7 separate regions of the Mus musculus genome follow, and regions 2, 3, 4, 5, 6 and 7 are each linked to region 1. The links are chromatin contacts, called in public Hi-C, HiChIP or PLAC-seq and promoter capture Hi-C maps. All regions are on one chromosome and are shown on one strand. The core of a region is the stretch at or near the end of the contact, and the rest is flanking DNA. Distances in the headings are between cores, read along the strand shown.

The links. Promoter capture Hi-C pulls out the DNA fragments that hold promoters and counts their contacts. A called contact is a pair of places that touch in the nucleus more often than the background predicts. HiChIP or PLAC-seq counts read pairs in DNA pulled down with a chosen protein or histone mark.
Region 2: a contact with region 1 is called in a Hi-C map of CD8 T cells, with 2.3 times the contacts expected there. The contact joins the promoter of Bspry here to the promoter of Akna in region 1. A contact is called at or near these places in 2 of 39 promoter capture datasets (erythroid cells and pre-B cells), 3 of 484 Hi-C or Micro-C datasets (CD4 T cells, CD8 T cells and rod photoreceptor) and 5 of 115 datasets of contacts at active chromatin or transcription factors (astrocytes, effector CD8 T cells, memory CD8 T cells and 2 more).
Region 3: a contact with region 1 is called in a promoter capture Hi-C map of the HPC-7 cell line. The contact joins the promoter of Hdhd3 here to the promoter of Akna in region 1. A contact is called at or near these places in 2 of 39 promoter capture datasets (the C10 cell line and the HPC-7 cell line) and 6 of 115 datasets of contacts at active chromatin or transcription factors (bone marrow-derived dendritic cells, double positive thymocytes, large pre-B cells and 3 more).
Region 4: a contact with region 1 is called in a Hi-C map of CD8 T cells, with 2.3 times the contacts expected there. The contact joins the enhancer-like site here to the promoter of Akna in region 1. A contact is called at or near these places in 1 of 484 Hi-C or Micro-C datasets (CD8 T cells) and 3 of 115 datasets of contacts at active chromatin or transcription factors (double positive thymocytes, neural stem cells and regulatory T cells).
Region 5: a contact with region 1 is called in a Hi-C map of memory CD8 T cells, with 4 times the contacts expected there. The contact joins the enhancer-like site here to the promoter of Akna in region 1. A contact is called at or near these places in 2 of 39 promoter capture datasets (the C10 cell line and pre-B cells), 1 of 484 Hi-C or Micro-C datasets (memory CD8 T cells) and 4 of 115 datasets of contacts at active chromatin or transcription factors (bone marrow-derived macrophages, large pre-B cells and memory CD8 T cells).
Region 6: a contact with region 1 is called in an H3K27ac HiChIP or PLAC-seq map of the NIH/3T3 cell line, with 3 times the contacts expected there. The contact joins the enhancer-like site here to the promoter of Akna in region 1. A contact is called at or near these places in 4 of 39 promoter capture datasets (the 3T3-L1 cell line, maxillary cranial neural crest and stem cell-derived epiblast-like cells), 2 of 484 Hi-C or Micro-C datasets (the 3T3-L1 cell line and muscle stem cells) and 4 of 115 datasets of contacts at active chromatin or transcription factors (the NIH/3T3 cell line, bone marrow-derived dendritic cells, bone marrow-derived macrophages and 1 more).
Region 7: a contact with region 1 is called in an H3K27ac HiChIP or PLAC-seq map of the NIH/3T3 cell line, with 2.8 times the contacts expected there. The contact joins the promoter of Tnc here to the promoter of Akna in region 1. A contact is called at or near these places in 4 of 484 Hi-C or Micro-C datasets (cerebellum, cerebral cortex, cortical neurons and 1 more) and 5 of 115 datasets of contacts at active chromatin or transcription factors (the NIH/3T3 cell line, astrocytes, embryonic basal ganglia and 2 more).

The regions. Positions count from the first base shown.
Region 1 is chr4:63,401,219-63,405,282 of GRCm38.p6, reverse strand. Akna (AT-hook transcription factor) reads left to right here and starts at 1,838. Exons shown (of 22, transcript NM_001045514.3): 1 at 1,838-2,064. Gm52742 (a long non-coding RNA gene) reads right to left here. Exons shown (of 3, transcript XR_003955424.1): 3 at 3,157-4,064.
Region 2 is chr4:62,477,721-62,481,784 of GRCm38.p6, reverse strand. Bspry (B-box and SPRY domain containing) reads right to left here and starts at 1,718. Exons shown (of 7, transcript NM_138653.1): 1 at 1,348-1,718. The coding sequence starts at 1,692.
Region 3 is chr4:62,500,296-62,504,359 of GRCm38.p6, reverse strand. It overlaps Hdhd3 (haloacid dehalogenase-like hydrolase domain containing 3), which reads left to right and starts at 2,160. Exons shown (of 2, transcript NM_024257.1): 1 at 2,160-2,202.
Region 4 is chr4:62,585,169-62,589,232 of GRCm38.p6, reverse strand. It overlaps a transcript of Rgs3 not described here. Among named protein-coding and RNA genes, the nearest start is that of Rgs3, 32 kb to the left of the region's middle. Within about 2 kb of position 1,957, at least 15 of the 459 cell types and tissues checked have an H3K27ac peak or open chromatin away from gene starts, as enhancers often do. A contact at or near this core is called in CD8 T cells and regulatory T cells, where this site is marked.
Region 5 is chr4:62,683,215-62,687,278 of GRCm38.p6, reverse strand. All of the region lies in intron 10 of Rgs3 (regulator of G-protein signaling 3), which reads right to left. Among named protein-coding and RNA genes, the nearest start is that of Gm52741, 15 kb to the right of the region's middle. Within about 2 kb of position 1,913, at least 149 of the 459 cell types and tissues checked have an H3K27ac peak or open chromatin away from gene starts, as enhancers often do. A contact at or near this core is called in memory CD8 T cells and pre-B cells, where this site is marked.
Region 6 is chr4:64,082,025-64,086,088 of GRCm38.p6, reverse strand. All of the region lies in intron 5 of 8030451A03Rik (a long non-coding RNA gene), which reads right to left. Among named protein-coding and RNA genes, the nearest start is that of Tnc, 37 kb to the right of the region's middle. Within about 2 kb of position 1,973, at least 25 of the 459 cell types and tissues checked have an H3K27ac peak or open chromatin away from gene starts, as enhancers often do. A contact at or near this core is called in the NIH/3T3 cell line, bone marrow-derived macrophages and muscle stem cells, where this site is marked.
Region 7 is chr4:64,044,984-64,049,047 of GRCm38.p6, reverse strand. Tnc (tenascin C) reads left to right here and starts at 2,112. Exons shown (of 27, transcript NM_001369211.1): 1 at 2,112-2,299. All of the region lies in intron 4 of 8030451A03Rik (a long non-coding RNA gene), which reads right to left.

The DNA.
Region 1 (4,064 bases), core at 589-3,088:
ATGGTCGCCAGAGCAGTAGACAGGGTCTTGATAAGATTTGGCTCTGTTCCATAGTCGCCGGGGGACTGCAAAGGGAGCCCCAGCCCCCAGATGTGTGTACAAGGCAGGGCCTGGGAGATAGGAGTTGAGAGGTTACTCGGTTGAAAGTGCTTGGTGCTAGCTCAGACTTAGCCAGATCCTGGCAGCTGGCCCTCAAGAGCATTCATTCATTCCATTCACCCATCAGTCACAAGCCCTTGGAGGAGACCAGACTCTCCCACCTAAGGAGACCCGGGGGCAGAAACTATGGTGATGACATAGGTCCTAAGGTCCCTTACTGCACACTGGGCAGGCCGTCTGTCATGGAATTGACAGCAGCCTCTCCAGGGCAGTGGCCACTCTGGTTAGCCCTGTTCCACAGAAAGGAAAACCATGGCTCTAGCCACTGAGGTCACAGTGCCAGCAGGAGGTGAGGCTGGCATGCTGGCATTGAACTCCCTGGCCTATGGACTCTAAGATTCTCTCCATCACTCTTGGGTGGTCCCCAGCCTGGCTGCTCCCTTGAGGTCCCCCCTCCCCCCCCAGGGCTTTCTGGATGGCAGAGGGTTGACCTCATGTCTCTTCTGTTTCCTGACTCTCTGGGTCAGCAGGGGCAGAGTAGAGAGCCAGGAGCGGACTTAGGGCTCCTGCAGCATCTTCCTTCTACCTGGCTCCTGCCTCCTCCTGCCTGCCCCGTCAGCCTGGATCCTGAAGGTCAGATTCTGTACCTCCTGCCCCGGCCCCTGAGTCCTCTCACATCATATCCTGTTGTCTTCAAGGGCCTCCTGCTTCTCTCAGGTCTCTGCAGCTGCCTTTCTAGAACATTCTCATCAGTCATGCTTGCGGCTTGCTTCTGCCTCTCTGTCCTTCCGGCCGCTTGTGTGACTGTGGCCTCCCCACCCAGACCTTCCTGATAGTCCTGCCTCACCCCCACTCAGCTTGTTACTCTCAGGCCCCTGTCTTCAGCCAGGGCAGGTCCAGCATCTGAGACCTGAAACCTCGGGTGTTTCCCTAGGATCTGCGAGTCCTCAGCCTCAGAGATACCAAAGCAGCAGGAGACGTTGGTCACCAGCCTGTCTCATACTCTGCCTCAGGCACACCTGACATCTTACACACTTCACTATAGAGTGAAGGGCCAGGTGTGATGTGTCTGTGTCCCACCCTGCTTCTTCAGATGGCTACACCTCTCACAGAGGTGAAGGGACCTGAGGAGCCACAGGTTGGCCATGAAGATAATTCTGTTCCTTCATCTCTGGGGCCTCTGAGGGAGAAGCTACAAGAGGAGATGTTCACCTGATCCTCTAGTTCTTCCTTCTTACCTAGACAATTCCAGTGCAGGCTCATCTTATCTCTAGGCATGGACAGTAAGTGGAAGGGCAGAAATCCCTAAGTCTGCCCTGAGATGATGAGACTTGTGTTAGTAGACGAAGTTAAAGCTGGACAGACAGGAGCAAGCGCCAAGGCTGAGGTTCCCCTTTCCCTCCTGTGAGGATGGGCAATGAGACCTACACAGTGGGAGAGGCTTTGATAAAGTCTTCGGTGATGGAAGAGACCAATTTTGGGGTGGGAGTGGAGGAACTGCAGGCTCCTCTTCCTGGGACCGGCATGCAATGTGACTTTAGCCAAGCCTTCTCTGGACTTCCTGCTCGTACAAGCACGGTTGTGGTTGCAACTGAGGTGGTCTCAAACTCAAGGCCTCAGAAGTTCTCTTCCCATCAATGCAGCCCCACACTTGCCCAGCAAAGGGTTAAGCTCTTGGCGCCAGCTCCGCAGAGTAACCCCCCCTCCTTTTCACAAACACTTGTAGGAAATCAGGCTGGGCGCTTCCTGCAAGGAGGAGGAGGCAAGGCAAGGCCTCAGCTGCAGGGGCGGGGAGAAGTGGGGAGGGATGCTTGTCTGTGAGCTGAGGCCGTTCTGGCTGGCAGAGCAGTCTGGAGGCGTTCCAGGCTGCTGTGGAGGCAGGGGGCTCCCCAGGTTTGAAACAAAGACCTTGTGGGCAGCTCCCCTGAGCCCAGGCCGGCAGGATGGTGGTGTAGTACTAGTGAGGTAAGGAGCTGAGCCAGGAGGAGGGCCAGAGGGAAGGCCGCCTTCCCTCTGGATGGGCCAGTCATAGACTCTGGACAACCCTGGCAGGCAGCCCAGCCCAGCCAGGAAATCACAGCTACGCAGCTGCTGCCACTCCTGTCCAGTTCTGGGAGTCCGGCCCCCACGAAAGAGTGGACCCCAAGATGCTAGTTTCCAGTTCCAGATCCAATTTGGTTCCCTTGGTGAACTTGGACCCGTGTTGGTCCCTCTCTGTCCCCCGGGGTGGGCTCATCTCAAGGCCAGTTAGTGCTTGGGTTACTGAGGGTCTCGAGATGTTCGGAAGTGAGGAACAGGCCAGGAGATGACACCCTCCTACCCAAATAAGGGCAGGGACAAAGTGGGGGCCAGGAAGCCAGCTTAGAGCTACAGTAGGACAAGATGAGAGTCAGTAATAGCCTGGCCCCTTGTTAGTTCCTCCCAGGCTCTTTGGGTGAGCCAAGGGACAGTCCGGGGACATCCGTCATGGGTATCTCCACTTGCCGCAGGCCAAAGGCCACTCCTGTGAACAGGTCTATGCCCTGCCACGGATCCAAACTTGCTTTGGAGCCCCACAGCCCAGCCCTTCAAAAGGGTCCAGCAGCTTGGTAAGGAGGTCTTTCCCCTGCCATCCTCCTGCCTCCTATACATCTCCTGGCCTTGGTTTAATAGTCACAGTGTTCTAAACTTCCTGGTTGTTCTCATTAGGTGGGTGCCTCTGTTTCCTCATCGGGATGAGGTTAAGGTGGGGATGTCCTGGCTCTCTCTAGCTGGGTAGCATGGAGATTCTGAATGCCAGGGCTGCTGAAGGTTGAAGCTTCAGTGGGGGAGGATCATCCTGGACACACACGCACACGCACGCACACACACACACACACACACACACACACACACACACACACACACACATGCACGCACGCACGCGCGCGCTCGAGAGAGAGAGAGCTGTATGAAGCAGTGTGTGGGGAACAGGGCATTGCCTAGCTAGTTGCTAAATAGAATCCCTGGAGGGTGTGACAACATGGAGATCAGTTCTGTACAGGTGTTAGGTGATAAGAAGCAAGGACATAGAGAAAGCAGTGTTTGGTGTTTTTTTGGGGAGGGTGGGGTGCAGTTTCTCTGGGGGCAGGTGGGGACCTTTAGCTCAATGGCCCAACCATTAGCAGGACCTAGTTATAGAGGGGCTGGCCCTCCTGGGTCAGGACATCATAATTCGAATCCCCAGCTTCCACTGCTACCCTGACGGCTGTCCAGACTTCCCTGCCTGCCTGTGGCACTCAGGGGCCAGGCCCTGAGCCATCCTTGAAGTTCAGCTTGTATTTTCAGACCTCTGTGTTTTTGTCTGTGCTGTTCCTCTGTCCCGATTCCCCTTCCTCTTTCTCCCCTAGATGTGCTTGGTCTGTTAAAGCTGTCACCAAACTTCCTTCTTCAGTGGTTTTTCTGGATTGCGTCCTCCACGGAGGGTGGGATCTTGGCAAGCATGTGTGTTTCTGTATCCTAGGGGCTGAGAACCTCCAAGTTCATTTGGTGCGTCTCTGAGGGTCAGGGTGCTCACCAGACAGAGGGATGGGTGCAGCAGGAACAGGCCTAGGTGACCACCATTCCCCTTTACAGAGAGGAGCAGTCAGCCAGCCACATGCCTCGAGTGGCTGGAACATACAGGGCTGGCTGGGATCTGCTTGCCTGGTGCTCAGCCTGCTGCTCTATTGCAACTTCATCTCTGCCTGAGGTTGGTACCTATTTGACACTGATGTGTGTTTGTTGATTGACTACCTGACTTGGCCAGTTCCAGGCTCCATGACACTGAGGGCTGTGACTTGCACAGAAGAGTAAGGTCTTTCTCAGGTAAAGCTCACAAGTCGAGGCACTTGAGAAATGGGTGCAAAACTGTAACCACTGACTGTTGCTGCCAGGGATGTGTGGGCTCTCCGGAGAACGGTGAGATTTTTGTGGCTGAGTCATTGCAGCAAACTGGCCGTTCCTCT
Region 2 (4,064 bases), core at 469-2,968, 920 kb after region 1:
CAGGTCAGTAATGATTATGCTCCAGAGACAATCTCTCTACAGGATGGAGGGATAGGAGGAGGATGCTGGAAGCATTGTAAACTCTAGGGCTGGACATGCAGCTCAGTGATCTAAAATACATGAGGCTCTGGTTAAACACAGCATCAAAAACAAAACAAAACAAAACAACCCAAAACTCTAAAGTAAAAAGAAAGATGGCAAGACTCACTTCCCTTACACCAAGGCTGGGTGTAAGGTGTTAGGGTAGCTCAGGGAAGGCACCCGGGGCAGAGTACCAAGCTTGCTCTCCTGCCCTGGCCTTCACCCCTCTCACCACTCATACAGGCATGAAGGCTACTTTCAAGGTTTTCCATGAGGTCACTTCCTCTTCATAACCACTGAGATCAAAAAGTGGTTTCCTCTTGCCCGGTCAATGAATCTCCCCCTCTTAAACCCTGACTATTAAGAGTTACCATCCTCCTGTGGGCCCTTTTCCTCGTCTGAAAAACCTTAGTTAGAACCCACGCTTCAGCCTGGATGGAACTCGATGATAAGTATCTAAGTCCTTAGGAATTTGTAAAAGCCTTACCCATGATGCAAGCTGATTTATATCAACTTTTCTCAAGTCTATTTTCACCATCCCTGAGTAACTGAACTCCACCGGCCCCAGTTTCCAGGGAGGTGTGTTTATTACAATCTGGTTTGAGTAGGTGATGTCCCCAGCGACAGCTCTCAGTGCACAGCAGGGCTCGGTGCCAGGGTGGGGTTGGGAGAATTAAGCCATTTAATCAAATTGCAAGGAGTTCCCCAGGGGCCTCAGCTAAAATGAAAGGAAGACGACGGCTGCACCAAGGTGACTTGGCCTCCAATCTCAGCAGCTCAGGGAAAAGGATCAGGGTGTAACTGGAAAATGACCAGCCTAGAGCCACACTGAACCAAGAGATGAGGAGACCTTAGGAGATAGAGTGCCCTGCTATTCTTCCACCCTATCCATCACTTCAATTACAGTCTGGCCAGGTTGGAAGGGAACTGGATCCCTCACCAGGAAACCTGAAAGGGGGGAGAGGGTGACTCTAAGTCAAGAGGTTAGGGGGGGACTAAGTTTTTACGAGGTCAGCTATAACAATCACGTGGTGTTATGAATGCCTAGAAACTACTGGTGAGAGACACCAAGCTTGGATCAGTGACTCACAGGGAGGGGGCAGGATTCAAACTCCGATCCAGTTTACTCCAGAGGTCACACCTTTAACCACCTCCTTCTGCAAGGGAAGCCACAGAAAAGCCACTATCCCCCACCCACCCACCCCGGTCCCTGGTCCCTGCCAGTTCCCCCGCCCCAAGAAAGTTCCCGGCCCCACGCCCGCTTACTCTCAGCTCCTCCGCGTGCTCCTCCGCTCGACGGATGCGGTGCCGGTGACAGCGGCCGCCAAACCCGGCGCAGGTGGCGCATACCGGCCGTCGCTCCGAGAGGCAGAACCAGCTCAGAGGCTCGAAGTGCTCGGGGCACAACTGGCTCCGCTCGGACCCCTGCTTCGGTCCCCTCCTCAGTCCGGATCGCGGCCCCGGCTCCGGCCCGGACTCGGGTCTGGGCTCCGGTCCCGGTCCCGGCTTCGGCCGGGACTCCGGTCGGGACTCCGGTCCGGGCTCCGGTCCCGGCTCCGGCTCCGGCCCGGACTCGGACCCGGACTCCGTCCCGGAGACATCCGCGGACATGGCCGAGAGCCGGAGGCCGCGCGCTCCACCTGTCGCAGGTACCGAGGGCGTGGCCCTTCCAGGCCCCGCCCTCTCTGGCTTCGCCCCTCCCAGGCTGCGCCCGCGCGCTGACCCACACCACACTGGTTCCGCCTGCATCTGTAGGCTGTGGTTCTTTATAGGATTAAGTTGTGTTGTGTCAGAGTTTTAAAAACAAACAGCTGGGAGCTGGAGAGATGGCTCAGCGGTTAAGAGCGCCGACTGCTCTTCCGGAGGTCCCGAGTTCAAATCCCAGCAACCACATGGTGGCGCACAACCACCCGTAACGAAATCTGATGCCCTCTTCTGGTGTGTCTGAAGATAGCTACAGTGTATTTACATACATTAAATAAATGGATAAATCTTAAAAAGAAAAGAAATACCTCAAGATACGTGATGTGTTTGATTTAAAAAAAACAAAAAACAAAAAAAAAAACAACTGACATTCTAGTGCCTATACGAATCTTTAGTAAGCAGTTACGAAGTGTCAGATTTTTTGCTAAATGCATTAACAGCGTGTTTGAGGGGCAGCTTTAGGCATGTGTCTTAAATACAGGCTCATTTCTCAGCTGTGCTTGACTGTTAAAGGGGGTTGAGGCGATCTCACTCTCATACTTGGGTTGAGGAGTATATAAATGAAAGCACATGAAATGAGTCAGTTATGGTGACACAAATCTGTAATCCCAACACTTGGGAGATAGAAGTGGGAAGATCAGGAGTTCAAGGTCATCCTCAAACATATAAGGTTCGAGGCCAGCTGGGTTACGTAAGACTTTGTCTCAAAGACACATTAAAAAAACAAAACAAACAAATAAAACAAACAAACAAACAAACAAAACACAAAAAACCAAGCTGTGAGTGGTGGCATGTGCCTTTAATCCAAGCACTCAAGAGCCAGTAGCTGGGCTGGAGAGATGGCTCAGCGGTTAAGAGCACTGACTGCTCTTCCGAAGGTCCCAAGTTCAAATCCTAGCAACTACATGGTGGCTCACAACCATCTGTAATGAGATCTGACACCCTCGTCTGGTGTGTCTGAAGACAGCTACAGTGAACTTACATATAATAAATAAGTCTTTAAAAAAAAAAAGAGGCAGAAGCTGATGGATTTCTGTGAGTTAGAGGCAGCCTGGTTTTACATAGCGAGTTCCAGGCCACCAGGACAGCCAGAGCTACAGAGGGAGATAGTCTTAAAACAAAACAAAGCAAAAAAGAAAAGTTATGAACAGTGTCAGGCACACAGCAGCTGCTCAGTGCTAACAGCAAAAGGAAAAACACTTATGACAATTTTTATCACATTTATTTATTTAGAGAGAGAATATTTGAATACTTTGGAAGTGTATGTACCACAGTGCATTCGTAAACCAGAGGACAGCTTGCAGGAATAGGATCCCTCCTTCCATGTAGGTTTTGGAAGTTGGACCTAGGTCACCAGACTTGGCAGCAAGCGCCTTCACTCTCTAAGTAACCCCATGCCTGATTACTATTTTATGGAAATTAAGTAACGTGTGGAGTCTCAGTTGCTGATTGATGGCAATGATACCAAAACCCAAGCAGTTTAACTTCTGGTTACCTGGATGAGTAATTTTTAAGTTACAACGTATTGAGAAGCATTGAAAGGGCTGATTTTCCAAGTAGTGTATTTGCATTCAAATTTCCTGAATTTGATTATTTGGGCTTTTTCTTTTTTAAATTGACATTGATGAAAAAGTAACTTTGAAGACAATGGGATATGCAAATAAGCACAAAATACCAAAATACCCATTTCAAGAACAACTAACTTCTGAGGCTCTTTCTGCCTCTTTGATGAATCAAACTGAACCCAGAAGGAGCCTTCTGCAGGTCATGCAGCCTGGTATTCCTGATATGTGGGGAAAACTGCTCCTAGCCCAAAGTTGGCCTCTTGGGGGCTTGCATATCTCTACACTGGAAACCCTCAAAGCCACTACTACATAAAGAGGATAAAACTTTTCCTTTGTAGTCTTGGCTTAGCCCCCAGATTTGAGTGCAGCCAAAAGCCCTGAAGCCACTCAGAGTCGTACTGAGTGGAGCCATCCTTCCAGTATGGACACGAGGCCACTCAAACACACAATGCTCTATGCCAGGTGACATAGGAATGTAGGGTTGTTGGTTATACAGCTCCTGGTTGTAGGTCTTGGTCAGATTGCCTGATTCCTCTGGTCTCCCTTTTCTCCTCAATTCAGTAAAGTAACAGCATATCTCACTTAGAGGCCTGCCTCAACAATTAAATGCAGTCTTATCAGTGAAGTGCTTAGTTTGGGGGTTTAACATGTACCAGGCACAAGAAATGCCTTTATTACACACAAGGACCTGAAATGTACTCGTAGCAAATTACG
Region 3 (4,064 bases), core at 911-3,410, 900 kb after region 1:
TTTCCCAGCCAGGGGGTGGTGCATGCCTTTGATCCCAGCACTTGGATCTTTGAGTTCAAGGCCAACCTGGTCAACAGAGTAAGTTCTAGGACAGCCAAGGCTACACAGAGAAACCCTATCTTGAAAAATCAAACAAGGGTCAGGGGTTGATTTGATTTCCCAGAGAGAAAACACCACAAGCTAGCATCTGCAGAGTAAGAAGCCAGGGGGCTCCGATGGACCAAGGGGTGAAACTGTCAGGGGATTTTAATAACTGAGTTATGGGATGAAAACATCCATTAAAGGGTACATATGTTTTTCTGTTTGAAATGGGATCATGCTCCATAGCCAAGGCTGGTCTGTAACTTCTGCCTCGGCTTCCTAACTGGACTTGCAGGTTTACCACCACACCTGGCTAAGTGTACCCAGCTTTGAAGCTGCAAATCAAAAAGAAGCTAGATTCAGAATATCAAAGACCACCACCATCTTTCCTATGACATCCCAGGCTATTTATCTGTGTATTGTTCCTTGCTGCTGCTAACCTAGAGACAATAAAAAGTAGATTCTAGTGGCCCAACAGTTAGGTCAAGGTCATTGGCCCAGGTGAGCCAATCAATACACGCTGGCAAACCCTCTTTGGAGATGGGCAGCGTGCTGTGTAGTATGTGACCTGAAACAAAACCCTTAAGCACCTAGAAGTCTGTTTTCTCTCCTGAAAAGAATCTTCTTAAATGCTCAAAGAGGTTTTCTGTGTGATCTGACTTGATATCAACCATCTGTCACTGTGCCAACAGCACATGGAGAGACCTACCAAATGGCAGCTGACATTGATTATCTTGGAAATCTACTTAAAGCTAGCCTGGATTCTAGCTTTACTAAGTTACTCGTGTCTAGTCTCCAGGGTGGCAGAGTTGGAATCAGAACCTACAGGCTTAGGTTTGAGGTGACCCTGAAAAGAGATACAGTCAGGGATTCCAGGATTCTCTGAAGAACAGGTGGGCCTCTGATGTCCTGGCTATCCTTTCTACCTCCATTTCTGAGGAGCAAGCTTGTTCGGCAAAACCAGTCTGGCAGGTGAGCTGACTGCTCTGTGACTTTGCACTTTGCTTTCTGAGGCCCAGGGAGAGGGAGTTGAGTCCATCTAAAGTCCACAGAGCCAGGAGATAACAGAAGATGTTTTAAGAGGGTACCTGTGGGGGAGGGGAAGAAAAGAGCAGAGGGAAGCCCTCCTGCCCCTGCCCCCCAGCCAATTCCTTGGCAGCACTTACAGCTCATTTCCGTTATGAACTTGGTTTTTGCCTGATCCTCCCATGTTCGCGTAGGCAGGAAACTGACATTTTCCTGCTCTATCCACGCGTCAGACACAGAATACAGGTGCTTACTTGGCACCTCACGAATCAACTAGGTTGAGAGGAAAGCTTTGCTTTTTTGCTTTCAACGGTACTTTTGAATATAAACGTGTATTTCAGTTATGAAAACCGCATTTAAAGGGAAACTCTTCTTTCCTTTAAATGTTTGTTTGTTTTTTGTTTTTTGTTTTTTTACAGAGAGAAACTAGGTTAGACAGACACGGCGGTGGCACGCCCATTATCCCAGCACTTGGGAGGCTGAGGCAGGAAGATGCTCAGGACCCGTTTGCCTGCATAGTGAGACCCTATCTTAAAACCAAGTGTCTAGGTTATTGCAGTCAACAAACTGTGTGTGTGAGACAAGAAGTTCCCTTCTAGAACCAACTGGGGTCTCTCAGAACAGAAAGGGACAGAGCCTTGCTGGAGTCCTCACTGCGTTTGGGGAGCCGGCCTGAGCCCTAACCCCACTCCCCGCCATTGCCATTCCCAAGTTAGTCTAGGTCCCCTAAGTGTCTCCATCCCACGGAGGCGGGGGCCGGGGGATAGAGATGAGAAGCAAAGAGAACACCTGGGTTGTGATAATGAGTATAAGGGCAGTGGGGAGGAACGTGATGAGGGGTGAGACAGTGACCTTAAGAAGCCAGGGGACGGTGAGAGGGCGTGAGACAGGGAGCAGGGAAGCTACGGGGTAACCTAAGGGACAAGAGGCCCAAGACTCAGCGTGGCGAGTGACGGGCGCGAGGGAGGAGCTTGGTGACGCCTAGAGTGGGGCGGGGCGAGAATCAATGGCAAGTCCGAGGGTCGCGAGCTACTGATCGCCTACATAGAGCCGGTGGAGCAGCCGCTGCGTCTCAGGTCTCTTTTCCCGAGCCAGGTGGGTGCGGAGGCCCGGGGCTGGGTGGAGGGTGCTAAACCGTGGGAATCCGTGCAGTCGAGCTGGGGACGCTGGAGGCCAGCCAGCAGTGGACTTGGCCCCGGAGGCTCCAGTCTCGCGTCCCGCTGCTTTTAGGGTAGTCAGTCCTGCAGCGGAGCCCCAGCCCCGCTATGACTTTTGTCCTGAGACATCCAGAGGACTTTCGGAACCAGTCTGGTTCCTGGCTGGGCCTCAGCCTACCTACCTGCTCGATGAGAGCCCTTTTAAAGTTGTCTCACTATTTCGAGCTGACTTAAATCTCTTCTTTGTCACATTTCTTTACGCGCCCCGCCCCCACACCCCTCCTCACCTCTGTTTTGTTTGGCTGCATTCTGAATGAACCCCGGACCCCACAGATTGAAAGACACAGCTAAGCAGTCCCCTCTGTCTGGAGACAAACCTGCAATCAGTCTCTGACTCCAGGCAGAGAACTGACAGTTGGGTATTTGGCACTAATAACTCCAGGGAGAACTTGCAGCTCAGAGCCAAGTTGGAACGGACTGTCTTCTGTCCCACTCTTCCCAGGCTCAACATAATCCAACTTTTAAAAGAATATAAACATGGGTAAGCAAAGGCAGCCCTGGCTAGAGTCTGGACATTTGGGTTCTAATCCAGGCTGTTGGCAGGTTCACAGCCCCTCTCTGGTTCCACCAGCTCCTCACCAGTTATGTTGTTGGTCAGAGTCTCCAGGAACCTTTCTCTTTTTTGACATTACTAGTAATTTTTTTAAATGAAGCCAAGTTGGAAATTTTATTAATAACATTTTAATGCAGGATTAAGCATGAGGGTTAGGGGGGAAAGAAGGACTCTGAGGAAAGTCAAGCATACTCAAATATAAATATGGGTTTCTTAAACAAGGGCACCATTTTCTAATAATTGTAAAAGGGTCATGGGCTGGAGAGATGGCCCAGAAGTTAATAGCACTGCTGTTCTTCCAGAGGACCCAGGTTCGATTCCCAGCACCCATGTGACAGCTCACAAATGTCTGAAATTCCAGTTCCAGGGCATTTGACACCTTCTTCTGGCTTCACAGGCACCAGGCGTGACGGAGGTGCACTTATATACATGGAGGCAAAACCACATACAGATAATGGCAGGCATAACTGCTTCCTGACTTTGACCTACAGGGCTATGCACCTGAGCTCAGCTCTGCCCAGAGCACTAGACTTTGCCCAGCCTCAAGGAAGTTTATATATATTTTTTCTGTATGTTCTTTCCTCGGGATTCCTCAACCTGCTAAGGAAATTCCCTGAGTTCAAAGACTGACTTTGGTTCCAGATTTATAGCCTCATGGCACATACCAACTTCACTGTGCTTGTTTTATAGGTTTTTGGTCTACAGAGAAACCCTTAGTATTTAATACCTAGAAATGCCACAGGGGATGGAAAACTGTCTTATTCCCCAACATCGGACTCATAAGATGTCCAGAAATGTGTTTTGAAACAAATGCATAAATTATTTCATTTAGTCCAAAATTTTCCATTGGGTGTTTTTTTTTTTTTTTTAAATGATTTGTTTTCTCACCTTCATGTGTGTCTGTGTGAGGGACTGTCCCCTGGAGCTGGAGTCACAGTCAGTTGTGAGCTGCCATGTGTGTGCTGGGAATTGAACCCAGGTCCTCTGGAAGAGCAGCCAATGCTCTTGACCACTGAGTCATCGCTCTAGCCCTGGGTTTTACTTTTTAAGCCAGATTTAGCCCAGCTAATCTCAGACTTGCCATATATCCAAGGAAGACTTTGAACTTCTGATCCTCCTGCCTCTTCCTCCTGCCACTATGCCTCCTTTATTCCATCTGGGGATCACACCTAGCTTTATGTGTACTA
Region 4 (4,064 bases), core at 708-3,207, 820 kb after region 1:
TAAAATAAAATCTCTGGGGCTAGAGTGATGGTTCAGTGGATAAAGCATTTGCTGCCAAGACTGAAGCCTGAGTCTGACATGGGAAACACACATGGTAGGAGAGAACTGACTCTCACAAGTTACCCCCTGATCTCCAGATATATGCTATAGTATGTACACACACAGAGAGACGCACATACACACACATTCAAACAAATAAATGTGAAGATTTTTATTATGTCAGAAAAATGAGAAAAAATCCACCAGAGACTTTAGTTTGGGGGATGACAGACTCACCAAGGGACACAATAAGGGAATCTAGAAAAGCCAGGTAAAAATATCTAAAAGCATCCTCATGGAGCTGAAATGAGATACACAGAATGTGGGGTGTGCGGTGGCAAATGCAAGGCTGTGGGAGCCTGATGTTTTTCCCAGACTGATTTTCTCCTGGGATGTCTCTGAACTCTGGTGATGAGGAGACCAAAATTCAGGGGATCAAAGAGAACCTAAAGGGCTACTACTCCTTTGGAACAAGGTGAGCCATAGCCAGACACAGATCCTCACAGAACGGCGGCTCAGTTTCAAATAGCCTCAGTCCCTCACGGTGACTCAAGGTGATCCCAAGAGCCAGGCACGCAGCACGCACCTGTCATAAGTTCAAGCACAGCCTGGGATGTGTAGCTCAACTGGGGCAACATAGTGAGACACTGTCGATAAGATGAAAGGCTAGCCTGGGCTGCTAGCACCTGACCAGCCAAAGAAAAGACATTTTTGTAAGCTCTGAACGAGAAGAAAAGATAATAACTCCATGCCTGACTTTTTGTGGTGGACTCTGAGCACTTGAAGAACAAAGACCCAGTCTGGAAAGACAAAGGATAGAAAAAGGCAGGCCAGACACAGGCTGGACCTGGGGAACTATGTCAGTGCCAAGAAATGCAGACTGTACCTCTACTAGAAATAAAGAGAAGGCTTGTAACAGCTGAAGACCTTATAATAGAAGTTTTTACTCTGCAGAAAAAGAAGAATTATACAACCATATATTCTTAACTTCAAAATACATAAAGGAAAGGCTGACAGTGTTGATGGCAAGAGGATGGCAAGTTTAATCTACAGTAGGACTTGACATCCTTCTCTTGGTAACTGGTAGAATAAACAGATAGAGAAAATAACAGACTCAGAGCACCAGGGCAACATGGTGAGCAAGGCTGACCAGAGCTGACACATGGGGAGAGTACTGCACCCGCCAACTGCAAGAGTCTCATCAAGGACACACAGGGTTCTCTTGATACGCAATGCTCCTTTGGGTGAGCAAGCAAATCCAATGAATCGCAAAGAATTGAAGGACACAGAATACGGTCTCCGACCAAACCATGAAATAAACAATGAAAACATTGCCAAAACTGGGCTCGGTGGCCCCTGTCTGTAATCCCAGTATTCAGGAGGCAGAGGCAGGAAGATTGTCCATTTGAGGCCTGCCTAAGATATATAATGTAGCAATAGCTTATCTTAATTAAAAATATGTGCTGGCCATATGTGAGGAGCAAAGTTTGGATCACTGGCACACATGTGAAAGCCAGGTGCTTGCCTGAGCTCCAGAGTGTGTGTGTGTGTGTGTGTGTGTGTGTGTGTGTGTATCCATATAGGTATTTTATATACATCTAGGAATGTTTTTATGCATGTGTGCCACACACCATAGTAAGAAAGGCTGGGAAAGGACATACAGGGAAGAACTCTTTTTCACCTGGCTTTCACATGTGTGCCAGTGATCCAAACTTTGCTCCCCACAACTGCCGGGTTCAGGTTCAGTGGCAGTGACATCTCTAAAGAGAGATGGGTGGTCTCAGCCATGCCCACAGCTACCTTCAGCCTTCAGAGCACACGCACTGGCTGTCCATCATCTCCCAGCCCAGATAACCCGTAGAAAAGGCAACCTGTGCTCTCCCCTAACCGTTTGCCGTTTCCAGGATGCTAGAGACCACAAGGAGAACAGTGACGTGTTCAGAGACAACCCAGGCAGGTCGCTGATATGGCTTATGGGGCAAGCTAAAACCTTGGTTTCCTTTCAAGATTTTCTGTACAGAGCCGACATTTTTGTGAATTGGGAGTTTTCAATATAAAATAATTGTACCTAAAATGCATCTAGAAGTACCATGAACATAGAACAACCAAAATAACAGTGAAGAATAAAATCAAAGGATTTGTACTTCGGGATTCCAAAATGCTATTACAAAGCTACAGTCAGTAATCGAGTCTGTGATGATGACAAAGTAGGAGACTATAAAGCAAACCAGAAGGTCCGGAAATAAAACATTTCTATGGTTGCGTCCTTAAAACACACACACATACACACAACAACAACTCTTATTGTTTGTTAACGTGACTATGTGTCTCATATATACACTGCCCCTGCCCCTGCCCCTGCCTCCAAGTGTTGTTAAGTCTTATTGAGGTTCTTTTTTGGCTAAGTTGGTGGCCAGCAAAGCCAGCAATGATCTTCTTACCTCTGTATCATACCCCCATCCCAGTGTTATAGGCTTATGTGCCATGCCCAAGAAGCACATGATGGGACTAGGTAACCAGCTTTACACGTTGTCCTCAGACCACCACACTTGTGCTATGACACATGTGTATACACACACACACACACACACACACACACACACACACACAAATAAACGTAAAACCTATTTTTAAATGAAGTACTGCTATGTGCTGTAACATGAGCATTCCTTGAAAACACGGTAAAAAGAGACATTCATAGAAATACACATACACACTTCCATTTACATAAAATCCCCTCAACAAGGTATATGCATTGAATCAGAAAACACAGTAATGATTGGTGGGGGTTGGGAAGGACGGAGGGTCAGGGATGGAAAACAAGAAGCTAAAAGGTACAGTGTTTCTTTCTAGAATGATGAAAATACTCTAAACTGGTCATAGTAATAATTGCATAACTCTGTAAATTTACTCAAAACCACAAAGTTGTACATTTCCAGTGAGTGAACTGTATACATTATGCATTATAGCTCCGTAGAGCATTTACCAGAGAATTAACAAATTCCCTAATCAAAATAAGAGGTGTGACCCTGGAAGATACAGCCACGAACACATGGTAACACTTCTTCAAATGGCATCAAATCACTCTAAAGAAGGACTAGCTGGTTCCTGGCTGCAGCTTGTGCCTTCCCTTGAAGCTAAGGGCCTCAGAGGCAATGAGGCAGCCAGCAAATGTTACTTGGACCTGCCTTCCTTGGGAAATAGTAGGTGTGCTCACGACCCCCACTCTGTGTGTGTGTGTGTGAAAGAGAGAGAGAGAGAGAGAGAGAGAGAGAGAGAGAGAGGCAGAGACTCTTTCTGTAGGGAATATTCTGATGGAAATATTTTTTCTCTTTGTGTTTCCACCTCCTTTAAATGTCTGCAGCATGACTACCAGGTAAGGCCCGCTGTTGAAGGGGCCAAGGAGTGTTGGGGAAAGGCCAAGGAACTGAGAAAGTTAGCAAAGAGATCTGCATCAAATGGTACCTACATTGGCTACAAAAACCGACCTGGAATCCATAGCTTCCAAGTCTGGATCATATTCAAAAGATCTCTAGGACATCTTTAAGGTCAGAGTCTCAGGATCCACTCATAGTTATTAAATCACACTCTCTGGAACCTGTGTGTTTTCAAGGGCCCAGTGGAGTAGAACATTTGCCTACTATTGGGGCCCTGGGTTCAATCTCCATTACCACCATCACAACTAAAAGTCCAAAAATGCTTGGTGTCTGGCTTGCTAACCACTAACAGGAATCATCATAAACCCACGAGCATAGAGCATTCAGTGCCCAGTGACAATTAGCAGCCAGCAGTAAGGTCGCCCTGGCAAATGGCGCCCCAGGAGACAAAACTATTGCAGGAAACATTTTTCAAGCATTCAAATTAGTGTCAAAAAAATATCCAAGAGCAAGCTGCACAGAAGGAGCAGGTGGCTCCCCCCTCTCCCCAGTTCCTGCGTGACTCCTGCACACTCAGGTGACAGTCACAGGTTCAAATAGCTGATTCACTTGATAGCCATCATGCCCAACTGGAAGCCATCACCAGGT
Region 5 (4,064 bases), core at 664-3,163, 720 kb after region 1:
ATGGCACCCCACATTTACATACATACACAAACACACACACACACACACACACACACACACACACACACACACACATGCCCTTTTGCCATAACCAAACCTCCATCTGCCTCTTATTGTCCTGGGAAAAGATGGAAGGAAACAGTGCTGGGTGCCCTTGGGGCCTAGCACAGAGTGACACTCACAGAGGATTCAAGTGAATGTCACTTTCCTGGGGGCCTGGGGGAAGGGCCTGAACCTGTCCCACAGGTGCCTATTGGCAGAGCCTATCCTATCCCCTTAGGCAACAAACCCCAAACCAGAAATGCAAGTCAGCCTGCCTCAGCCCTAGTCTGGGGCCAAACCAAACAAAACCAGAAGGGAAGTGCTGCTGCACAGAAGGGTGCCTGTCCCCAGAGGCCCTACCCTGAGGGATCATCTAGGAAGTCACCGGAGCTGACAGGCTTTCAGACAGCCTGGTGGTTATGGGCTCCAGTGCCCTTTCAGACTCTGGCTTTGATACAATGGGGCCCACTTTTTGGCTGTGCCTATCCTTTTCTCCAGCTGTGCTACTCAACCTCTCCTTTTCTCCAGCTGTGCCTGGGGAGGCCACATGGGACTCACAGGCTCTGGTTAGGGTCTTCCCCGTGCCTAGCCCAGGAGATGTACTGATGCAATGGCCACTTATTAGGGGTCTCATTCCAGAGATGGGAAGCAGAGGCCTGAGGCCATGAGACAATTATCTAAGAAAGCTGAGGCTCATGCAGGATTAACCCCCCTGTTTTCTGTCCCAGGTGTCGCACATACTGGGAATGGGGTGGGGGAGGCAGGGAGGAAACATATCTAGAAAGAAAGGGAACAGTTTGTGAGTAAGCTTACACAAAGTCAATGCTTTGTAGATGGGGCCTAGAACTCCTCATTCTATGCCACCCACCCAGGCAGGATCTCTGTGTACTGTGACCACTGTGGGCAGGTTCGGTCAGGCCAGTGTTCCTGGGAGAGCTAGCTGGGATGGTAGCGGCTTGAGGGCATATTCTAGGAGACCCGAGAACCCCCAGAAGTGTGGAATGGCAGGAGGGGGATACAAAGAGGGGAAAAGGGAGAGGGGATATATGGCAGGGTGGATTGTCCTGAGAATGGCATGGGCATAGATAGTGTCTTTGTGGAACCAGCTCTGGCAATGCTGAGAGGCCATGAGGGCAGAACAGCTCCATTCATCTCTTCATACACACTGCAGGGCAGCAGGGAACAAGGAGCTAGACCTCAAGGAAGAAATAAACTAGAGGCTAGACAAGCCACGTGTTGAGTGCTCTAGTAAAGAAGTTCGAGTAGTGGGGAACACACAATTTGGAGGGTGCTGCTACAGGCTGGGCTGATAAAAACCCACCCGGGGTGCCCCCAGGGATGCTAGCCTGCTCTGACAGGGCATTAGATCCCAATCATAACAAGCGGTTGCTCCCTGAGAGTGCTCATATCCCTCCAGGTCCGTATCCCCCGCAAGTCCATATCCTTCTATGTCTGTATTCCTCCAGGTCCATATCCCCCCATCTATCACTTCTTTAGCCAGGCTGGAGCAGGGTTAATTCTGTCCTTGTCTCGCCTGCTAGCAGCCACAGGAAATGAGCCAGGCCCTCTAAATGGAGCCATTGCCCGGGGCCTAATCAAATCCTCTCCCAAATGCAATCCAGAGCTTGGATCAGGCTGGGGAAGGATGGTATCGACGATGCCCAGAAGCACCTGCTCGCACCAGCTGTGGCTGCTGACCTCAGACGCCCACCAGCTACTGGGAGAAGGGGTAGTCAAGGGCCGCTGGGAGAGACCTACCTGGTACCGTACAGGCGCCAACTACAGAGCCATCCCCTGCTAACCCCATAGGCAACCCGGGGTTCTCATGCTGCTGATTCACAGAGGCTACCAGATGTCAGGTACAGCATATGCCCTCAAAAACCACTTCCTGCTCTGCAAGTGAGGGTGCTGGTGTTTGCCTGTGTCTCGGGCTGGCCCTCACATAGGTCAGACTATTTCAGAAAGAGGACTGGTGGGAAAGCCAGAAGACTGAAACTGTAGTCGTTAGTTTCACACATGAGATCTCTGGCTACCTGCTTTTTTCCACCATGGTACAGAGAGGCCAGGAAACTGATTGTGGAGCTGAGAACTTGTCCAAGCCTGGGAGAGGCCCTCAGAACTCTTGCCAGGCTGTGAACAGTCCCCCCCAACCCCCAGGCTTCACTTTTGTACTGGGCTTTGGGTCCACTGGGTCTCCAGCTTCCAGATCTCTGGCTCGACACTGACTTCCAACGACCTCAGACACTCGACCCAAACCCGGTTTCTCTATCCAGCCTCAGCTGGCTCCTCTAGGACTGGCTTTTACACACTGAGCCTAGAGCCCCAAACTCTGCCTCTGCCACCAGCTCAGTCCTTCACACCATTGTCTTCCAGACCCCAATACATCAGCCTGGCCAAAGTCTGGGAGAAGAGTGACATGCCCTCATAGTTGTGACAGCTTTGGACACTGAACCAGCTTCAGTCTTTCTGGCTGGGGTACCCTGAGCTTAGCCTCACTGCGCCTCTGTTTCTTCAGGTATATTATGGGATTAAGAACAACTCATGGTGTTGCTAGAAAAACAAATGAGCTATCATGTGTCTGGAACTCAATAGTGTGTGGCAATGTAAGCAGCCAGTACATAGTAACTATGACCATTCCTAACATTGCTGGGCTTGGAACTTGCCCAAAGATTTCCTCTGACTGAACCCTGCTCTTCTCCATCATAGGCCACTCTGCCTGTCCATCAGGATCTGCTCCAGGCCCTTCCTCTTAGCCCTGCACCTCCCTCATGTGCCATCCACTGCCGGTCCAGAGCACCCTCTGCATTTTCAGGCCACCCTTTTCCCGAGGATAGATTCTATTGGTTACTTTTACCCAAGCCTTACAGAACTCTGCAGCCAAACACTGTCCCGGGCTCACTGGACACAACTGTGCTTTCAGGGTGGAAGAGAAGAAAAGACATTAACCAAGATGTCACTCGAAAAAGGACAAGATCAGCACCAGCCACCGCCTGCTGTATAAAGGAGGGCTGTATCCTGCTCGAGGAAAAGTGGGGTATTGGGAGGTCCTTGTTGAAGCCACGGAGGGCAGGGAAGGTTCACTCAGAGGAGGAGGAGGACCAAGCAACATACGTAAAAAGCTTGAGGGAGGGCACGTGGCATGCAGCTCAAGGAGAGTTGGAGACCACTTTCTGGATATCCATTAAGCTCCCAGCTTCATGTGCCCCAGACTCAATGCATTCTGAGTTCCTTACTCTCCTGAGCCCCTGTATGCTGTCACTACCAGTTGCTCAAACCAAATCTTGAACATCATTCTCTCGTCTGAATCTATCACTATCACTCCGGATCCCTCATCAAACCTCAGGTGACTCTCTGGCAACCGACAGGCTGGATGCAGGGGACAGAGGGCAGAGCGGAACACTGTGCCTTCTGCTCAGTTTCCAAAACTGGGCTAGAAAACAAAACCTATTGATTTTCCTTATTTTAAGAATCTTCCTACTCTCTCTGCATCTGTACCACCCTCATCCAAATGGTGTGGGGTTCCCAGTGGCAGACCCTTCTGGCTATTCTCTGTGCCATGCTGGAAAAACTGTCTTATGGAAGTCTGACTTACCACTTCACTGTGGTATCTCTCCCATGACCCCACAGTGCCTCTCCAAATCCAAAGTCACCCCAGAAGACCCTATGGGCTTCCATTAGCTCTCCACTGGAAGGTCCTCGATATAGGGCTCAGGGCATCTACGCCAGGGCCTGGCCTCCACTTCCCTAGTGGTCAGGCATTGTCCCTTCCTTCACCGGGCCCTGGCTTATTCCCAATTCCCCATCTCCTAGAGTAACTCAGAAAATGCTTACAGAACTCAACCCTGTGCCAGGCACCAGAGCCAAACAGCAGCAAGATCCACCCCTGCCTTGGAGGTGCCAGCTCTGTGGAGGAGAGACTGGGATGAAGAACCCGGCCAACTCTTTCCACCCCAGCCCTGCCCTAGGGGCTGTGGGAGCTGAGGCAGCAAGAAAGATAGGAGAGGCTTATGGAGGAGAAGATG
Region 6 (4,064 bases), core at 724-3,223, 680 kb before region 1:
TGAGTTTCCTTCCCTGTTTTCATCTCTCTCTGGATTTCTTCTTTTTTGAAAAAAAAAAACACCTATATGTAACATGCACCATAGCATATTGAACACATATCTACTGTCAGACCTCAAGCTTGATCTGTGCCTTCATTTTCTCCAGCAGGGAGGTCGTGCTTAACAAATAAATGCCTGCTGAGATGAAACTTGATTTGTTTATTCTTTCAGTGAATGTTTTCTGTTATTCCTCTTTGAGCATGACAGGACATACTTGGAAGGAATAAAGAAAGAAAACAAATACAAATGCTAACTTCATAATTCTCCCAGAGCATAGTTCTTCCACTCACGTGGAAGGTGATCGCTGACATGGATAACACTAAAACACATACTTTGTGCCATTCTCCCTTCCACACTCTCTGTATAGAAGCTCAAGAGGGAACCAAGAGGACTCACATGATTTGATCCAGGGGAATAAACAGAAGCAAGTATTCATTTAGTAGTCTCATAGAGAAACTCCTGATATTCTGATAAAATGGACTACAGATGGTGTAGCCTAACTCTTCCTTCAGTATCTTCATGCAAATGAGATGTGCAGACCCACAGCTATTAACATGAAATGGTTCTGTTATTAACAAATATAAAAGAATAGACAAAGAAAAAGAAATCAAGATGGCGGCTTTGGCATTGGGGTCATACTTGACAAATGAGTCCAGTTTCCTTTGTAGTTCCCACCATAAAATGATAAAATAAAATGAAAAACAGATTGGCAGTGATAACCAAAAAAAAAAAAAAAAAAAGAAAAGAAAAATGGGTTGTTTAGTTTTGGAACATCAACTTTTACCATCTTCTTTTATTATCTAACTCCTCTTTGTCCTTTAAGACATGGGTCATTCCTTACATTCATCCTTAAACCTCACTCTGATCATAAAAGTAAGATTCCCTTCAGCCACATCAATAAAGCAAATGACATTTATTTTCTATAAATGGCTCATTACATTATGCCCATACTTCCTAAATTCTGGCATATGCTCTGTTGAGATATTTGATTTTCAAAGATATATGGTAGCTATTCAATTAGATCTGTATTTGTGTACATTTTAAGCTTTAAAATGGGGGTGAATGTAAACATCCATCATGTAGAATTTCAGCCACAGATCTTCTGGATCTAGCATGTATTTCATTCTGTTGGATATCTTCACACCCAAGACACTCCATAAGAATAATTTGTAGTTGAATAACACTGGCAATTTTCTAAAATAATTTCACCAAAAGTCACCTGCTATCTCCCATTCTTCACCTTGGCATTGAATTTGAACTAGACATTTGCCTTGCTTGGCTTCTGTGAAGGCCTTTTGCATATCTGAACTGTCCTTATCCCAGTAAGCCCTCTCCTACCCAAGAGCTGGGACATCCAGGAAGCCAATGCATATTTCATTGTATGAAAGGATCTAAGAGAGCCAGACCTGGGTTTAAAGCCCAACCATACAGATGTTGAATGAAGAAAGAAGGGGCGCATAGTCTCTGAAGAATGGAAACTGAAATAGTACCTACTTTATAGGACCATGAAGGTTGGTCAAACCAACACACACAACATGCATAGCACATTAGCTGCCATGTTCACAAAGAAAAATACAAAAACAGAAAACAAACAAACAAAGCCATGAGCTGTCACTATAAAGCTAATCAAGAAAGAAGCAAATTGGTTGATCCCTCCATCAAAGCCCGTACTCACTGTGAAATTTCGCAAAGTATAAACAGTGTTTTGGCAACCCAGAATAGAAATGAGGGATTATAAAAGGCATAATGTGGATGAAAATTAGGTAAGTCAAAATTCAAATCTGAAAGTCAGTTTGTTACCTCGTGGAACATGTCTCTGTTGGATAATCAAGTAACTCCATTTGGAGAAATAATTGTCCCACAGACTGGAACCAAAAGTGACTCACAGGAAATGGGGGCGGACTCTACATTGCCGTCAAGAGCACTTCCTGGTCACACTATGAGGTTTTCCCTGGGATGAGCTCACAGGAGGACTAAGAATTTGCTGCCTACCACAGACAAGCTGAACAGCTGCAGTTCATTTTCAATTCCTGTCAAGGAAGTTGGATGAAAGAACTGGGGTAGGAATTTAGGATGTGACATTGAGAGATGCCGTGTTCACTAGGGGGCCATGGAAACCAATTTGGTACAGATTCATTCTTGATTCCCAGGATGAAACATGAGGTAGGAATTCCTCGCTATGAAGACAGAGATAAGCCAATCCAGAAAAGCATTCCTTCTCTTTCAATTTGGAGCTGGTGATGAGACACCTGGGCTGTGTCTGACATATGACTGGGTTCTTGCTATCTCCAGCTAACTTTCCAGGTACGTTTTTATAAGTGTGTCTGCCTTCTCTGGTCTTTACTTGGTACCAGTTCTAACAGGAATGAATTTGGGCTACTCTCAGGCTCACTCAGGACTTAAATGCATCGTCATAAAGAAAAATAAGTGACTACTATTAGGGCTTTAAGGAATCCAATGAATGATATTCCTTTCTCCTTCTACCCTCAAAGTTAGAATATACTATGAAAGTTGAAATTAGAGTTACATTTAAACAAAAATAAGTAAATTGTCAGTATCATTAGAAAAAAAATTTTTTTGTAAAATCATGACTTTATAGTGCTGCACCTGAAACTAGTGTATAAAAACACCTTGCAACAGAGTATCCTTTCCAATCTATATCTCTATTCCAACCACATGGAAGGAAGCAGATCAGAACCCAGCTTCTCCTAAAGCTGATTCAGAAAAGAGAGGTGGGCCAGCTAGACAATGCTTATACAGCTTAAGTCAGACCAGAACCAACTGGTAATGCTCAGATGGCTGAGTCTGTCCAGAGTGTCCTATTCAGTAAGCCTGGGTTGGGTCTCAAAGTCTGCATTTCTAATCCATAGGCTGGTTATAGCAACTCTGACGACCCTAGAAACATGAAAGACTTCTTCACAGCTAATCAAACAGCTCAGTAACTTCCCTGCTAACTAAATCACTCCTTTCATGTTGGGGGCTAGGGTAAGGGTGGGAGCACAGAAAAAGATCAAAAAGCTCCAAAACCTGGAGGGACTTAGAAGGGACATCTAGCCTACATCCCTTCAAGAAGAGTGAGAGATGGGTGTACACGCCCAGCCGCCAGCAGCTATAACATTTTTCATGGGACTTGCTTAGTCATAAATTACTTACTGATTTATTGGAGAAAATCTTTTTTAAAAGGATTTTAATTGTGCTTCACTGTCTCAACTGTAGCAATACAAGCAATAGTTTCCAAAAATAGGCATTTAGTCCTTCCAATTAAAACAAAGCTTGCTCGTTTTCAATATTTCTGCCTATGATAAAAAGAATAAGGGAACCATGGAGATCAGTCTTAGCTTTATGATACAAGCAATATCACCATGGGACTTACACATGAGATCCTGTTTTAAGTGAATCTCAACAGTTATTAAAGAACACCAATAAGATTAAGGATGGAGCTCAATTAGTAGAGTGTTTCCCTAAGCTATGGGTTCACTCCACAGTACCATAAACCACTCCCAGTATGGTGGCTCAATCCTTTAATGCTAGCACTCTGAAGGTAAAGACAAGAAGACTGGAAATTCAAGGTTATCCTCATCAGTATAGTAGGTATTGAGGATAACCTGTGTTACATGAGACCCTGTCTCAAAATATAAGGAAATAGGGGAAGGAAAGGAGAGAGAGAGGGAGGGAGGGAGGGAGGGAGGGAGGGAGGGAGGGAGGGAGGGAGGGAGGGAGGGAGGGAGGGAGGGGGGAGGGAGGGAGGGAAGAAATTCTTACCTCCTGGTACAGTTACTATTTCTTCTTAAGAAGGAGCACAATAGATGTTACATTTTAGGATTATAATCCATCTGTTTTTGCTTTTCTTTTCCCTAAGTAACCTTAGGCATGCCACATTGTCTCTCTGAATATCTTACTTCACCTCTAACTCACAGATGATATAGTATCTGTAAACAGCTTAAAGGTCTGTGCCCCTTCACCTTTCTCTGAAGAGCCTTGCACACTTTCTATTTCTTCAGGCACCTGAATGTTCTTCGTGCCTG
Region 7 (4,064 bases), core at 863-3,362, 640 kb before region 1:
AGGGTGGGGTGACACCTAGGGCCTGGCCCCCTTCCCAGGTAAAAGGGATGGGGGAAATGGGGGAAAGAGCTGTAGGGCAGGCACTGGGAGGAGAGGGAGGCTGGATACTGGGATGTGGAGTGAATAAATAAATTAATGGAAAAAAAGATAGATCTCAGGTGTCATGTGACACATTTCTGTGACCACTGATGGTTATAGTCTTATGTGTCAGGATCACCATCCTCAGGGCCTCCCATCTGACTTCGCTTTCCAGTAATAGGTTAAGCAGTTTGTGGTAGCTGTGAATTCATGATTGACTATAGAACACTAAGAATTGTTGGGGACCAGGGATGTCAAGTCTGGAACATTCTTAGAAGCCCTATTAATCACACGGCTTTTAGCAGACTCTCTCAGCTTACCTTGTTCAGACATAAGAAAATGGTTACAAATAAATTGATTATATATTTATTGTATATAAACATAGCTCATAGGACACATGGAGTAAAGACATGTCTAACACTTTCTCTGCTAACTGAGAAGAGGTAGCCTGGGTCTGCTTAGGAAAGCCTAGAGGCGTGGAAGCATTCACTACTGGTGGAAAGACAGGCTTGTGCCACTGAAATATGTTTTGGCTAACACGCAGAATGAAAAAATTCCCAAAGCAACCAACATCTGAATCAGCCCAAATGGTTTAAAAGTTCAAATGAGTCGTTTTACGACATGACTATTTATGGCTGTTCCTGATGTCTGAGCGGTGTGTGTGTGTGTGTGTGTGGGGGGGGGGGGGATAGGGAACACTTAAGCAGGCAGTCTTCGAGTCCTGGAATCGGTGCCACCCTAGGGATAGCCTAATTTTGTCTTGCTTTATTCTCCCAGGGAGATTGAAACTAAATGTTATGAGAAAGGCTGAAGGATGGTATCAATCAGTAAGTGGATGGTTGAAATTTCCGATAATAGTTGTTAATTAAAACATCAGAAGTCTCTTCTAAATTACAGAACAAAGAGATGCATTTTCCACAGTCCAGCAAAGCAGCTGTGTCTGTTGTCATGGGTGACAGTTTCCTACTTAAGCATCACTCACTGTTTCTGGTCACCAATGTGTCATGGAGCCATGAATTCTAAGTGCTTCCCAGGCACAATTCCTTGATGGCATTAAACTGCTTCTCTAAATTGCAGGGTATAAGCACTGTCCCAAACAAGCCCAGAAGTACCGTGAGCTGAGCTTGGCCCCAGGTGCCTTGGGGATACTTTAACATGCTAAATGAGGACTTCAACCTAAATAGTGTTACCTTTTGAAATATATTAGTGCTTCTCTAAGAAAAAAAAAAAAAAGTCTTCACTCAGCACCTAGGTACACTGAGAGCTCAGGAGTACACCCTGAGCTAAGTACTACACCCTACTTAGTAGACCCTACTAAGTAGAAAGCACTTAGTATGTGGCATAAACAATGTCAAAAAGTGACTCCTGAGGGGACATTGGGATCTGGATAAAGATTCCTCCAGGCAGCTGGGCACCGCTGGGTCCTGCTTCAGAAAAGCTCACTTTTCTAAGCTCCCAGTATGGTTCCCACCTGCTGAGAACTAATCTTGGGTTATCTCCAAGCTGGCCAAGAGAAACCTGAACTGCCCCGGGCTTGCTCAACTCTCCTCGATCTCCTCTTTCCAGGAACTCAGGTTCAGCCCTCAGGCTTTCTCCGAGGTGCCACCCCGCAGCTGCTGCCCAGAGCCTGAGGGAACCCAGGTCGTGTTTCCAGCTTGCTCTAGTCCAGGAGCAGCGCCAGGATCCAGTTCCCTCATATCCCAGTTCCCAAGGCTTCTGTTTCACAATTAGAATACTCATTTGTGGAGCAATGCAAAAATCACACTTCACTAACAACTACTCTGCGGGGGCGGAGGGAGCTGAAATTCCTACTTTTTTTTTTCTTCACTATAAATTGTATGCAAATGGTCCGTTAGCTGGCGGCGCGCCTGGAGTGAGTGCGTCTTTCATGAGCTAACCCTGTTCCGCTGGGAGGGCTGTGCCTTTAACTCACCAACTGAAAAAAAAAAAAGTGGGAAAGGATGTCTGGAGGCGAGGCGTCCCATTACAGAGGAAGGAGCTCCCTATATAAGCCTGCCAAAGCTGGCTGCTCCGGCCACAGCCTGCCTACTGTCACGCGTCTCTCCCGCGCGCAGACACACACCCTAGCCTCTGGTGGGCACAGACAGTGGCTGGGAAGACGCTAGGGACCGCGCGCTTGGGAACTCGTTGTGGCTTAACCCAGGTACTTCTTCACGGAGCTGGTGCACCCAGAGACTTTGCTTTTCCCGACCTGGAAAAGGTGAGTCTGTTGATCCCATCACCCAGGATCTTTCTGGTGTGCTCCTGGCATTCCCGGTACCCAGTAAGATGTGGGTTTGTAACTATAAAACTTTTGTTTAATTTCCAAGCCCGGTGTGATCAGATGCGGCCCGATTATTCTGTGCTTGCCCTCCTGCGGTCATGTATTTGGTATGGATCTGTCAATAGTCAGAGGAACTCAGGGAACTTTTGGTAAAGTTTTGTCTCTGCCTTTCTTTGGAGGAAATGTCTTACTTTAACTCTTACCCTTTTACCTCGTTGATTCTCACCTGTGGATTTTCCCCTTTTGGAGCGTTAGAGAAGTTGCATTTTAAAGTGGCATTCACTCACAGCACTTGGGTGGGATGAGTACCACGTACCCGTAGTAGGGAGAACACAACCGTGCATCTACACAGTCTCAGCACTTGACAGTTTTCGTTCCCCTCTTGTCCCATTTGATCCTCAGTGTCCACTCTGGGGAAAGATAAGAGCTGGATACCAGAGCTAGGAGATGAGTTCTGGGCACGGATGAAAAGCCCACAGGCTGTAAGATGAAACTGGTGGGCACGTCTGTGGGTTCTTGAAGCAGGGTGCCATCCTCCTGATTCAGAGACCTCAGGTGGGGCATGTGTAGAAGGTTTGGAGGCATCTGAACCCCATATTGCTCCCAAATCGGCCTCCCTCCTGACACTTTATCCCAGAACCCCAGTAACATATTCCCTTCCCTGGTGAACTTTGGAAAGAGCACAGAGATTCCTCTATGCCATCGTTGTGACAGGGGGAATAAGAGGTTGGGGTTTGACCCTAGAAGTGGCTTGGGCATTCCCACTAGTGCCACTACAACATAAATGTGTCAGGAAAATATGTAACTTCTATGGACCTTAGTTTCCACTTCTCTAAAGTGGGGACAGCAGCTCCCCTTATAATGAGGAGCGAATGAGGAACAAAAAAGATCAAATCAGCAACTGGGCAATCTCTGTCATGGCCCAAAGCTGCCAACACCCTGGACGTGAAAAGCGGGGCCTCTTAACCCAGTTTTTCAGTGTGTCTGCTTACCCCCAAAGCCTCTGCCTTCTTATCTTGCCCAATCTGAGACAGCCTGCTAGCCTGGCACGTAGTGTTTTACAAGCAAGGGGTGTGTTGGCACCATTAGGAGAAAAGGTGGCAGCCTCGGGCTTGATGTGAATCTGGAGTTCTGACTCCAGAATGTCCTCAGGCATTTACAGGCTGAAGTGCTTGGCTATGGAGTGCTGTGTGGCTGGTGGTCTTTGGAATCAGATTCTTTGCCTCAGAGGATGAGCCAGACTGGGAGCTCTCTTTAAGAGTGAATGCCTCTTTTTCGTGTGTTTTCGTGGAATCTTTTTTTTTCTTTGTTTTATAGAGCTTTCCCTATATGCACCTTAGAAATGAAAGCTGCTCCCCACCCCACTGCCTTTCCTGAGATGCAACAAAGCTCACCAGGGCTGGTGAGAGGCATGCTCTGTCTAAATAAGCTGATGGAAAGTTCTCCTGTCCTATGAACCAAGGCTTTCGAAGGGCATGGGGGATGGGGGTAGTGTGCCTTGGCCTGGTACATTCCAAGAATGTGACCACATCTAGGGAAAGAAGGGGGTGCAGTGTGTGAATATTCTCTGGGTTACTCAAATGGGGTGAGCACGAGAGAGAGAGAGAGAGAGAGAGAGAGAGAGACAGAGACAGAGACAGAGACAGAGACAGAGACAGAGAGAATGGGTGAAGCCAAGCTTGGTAATCACCCACTCCCTCAT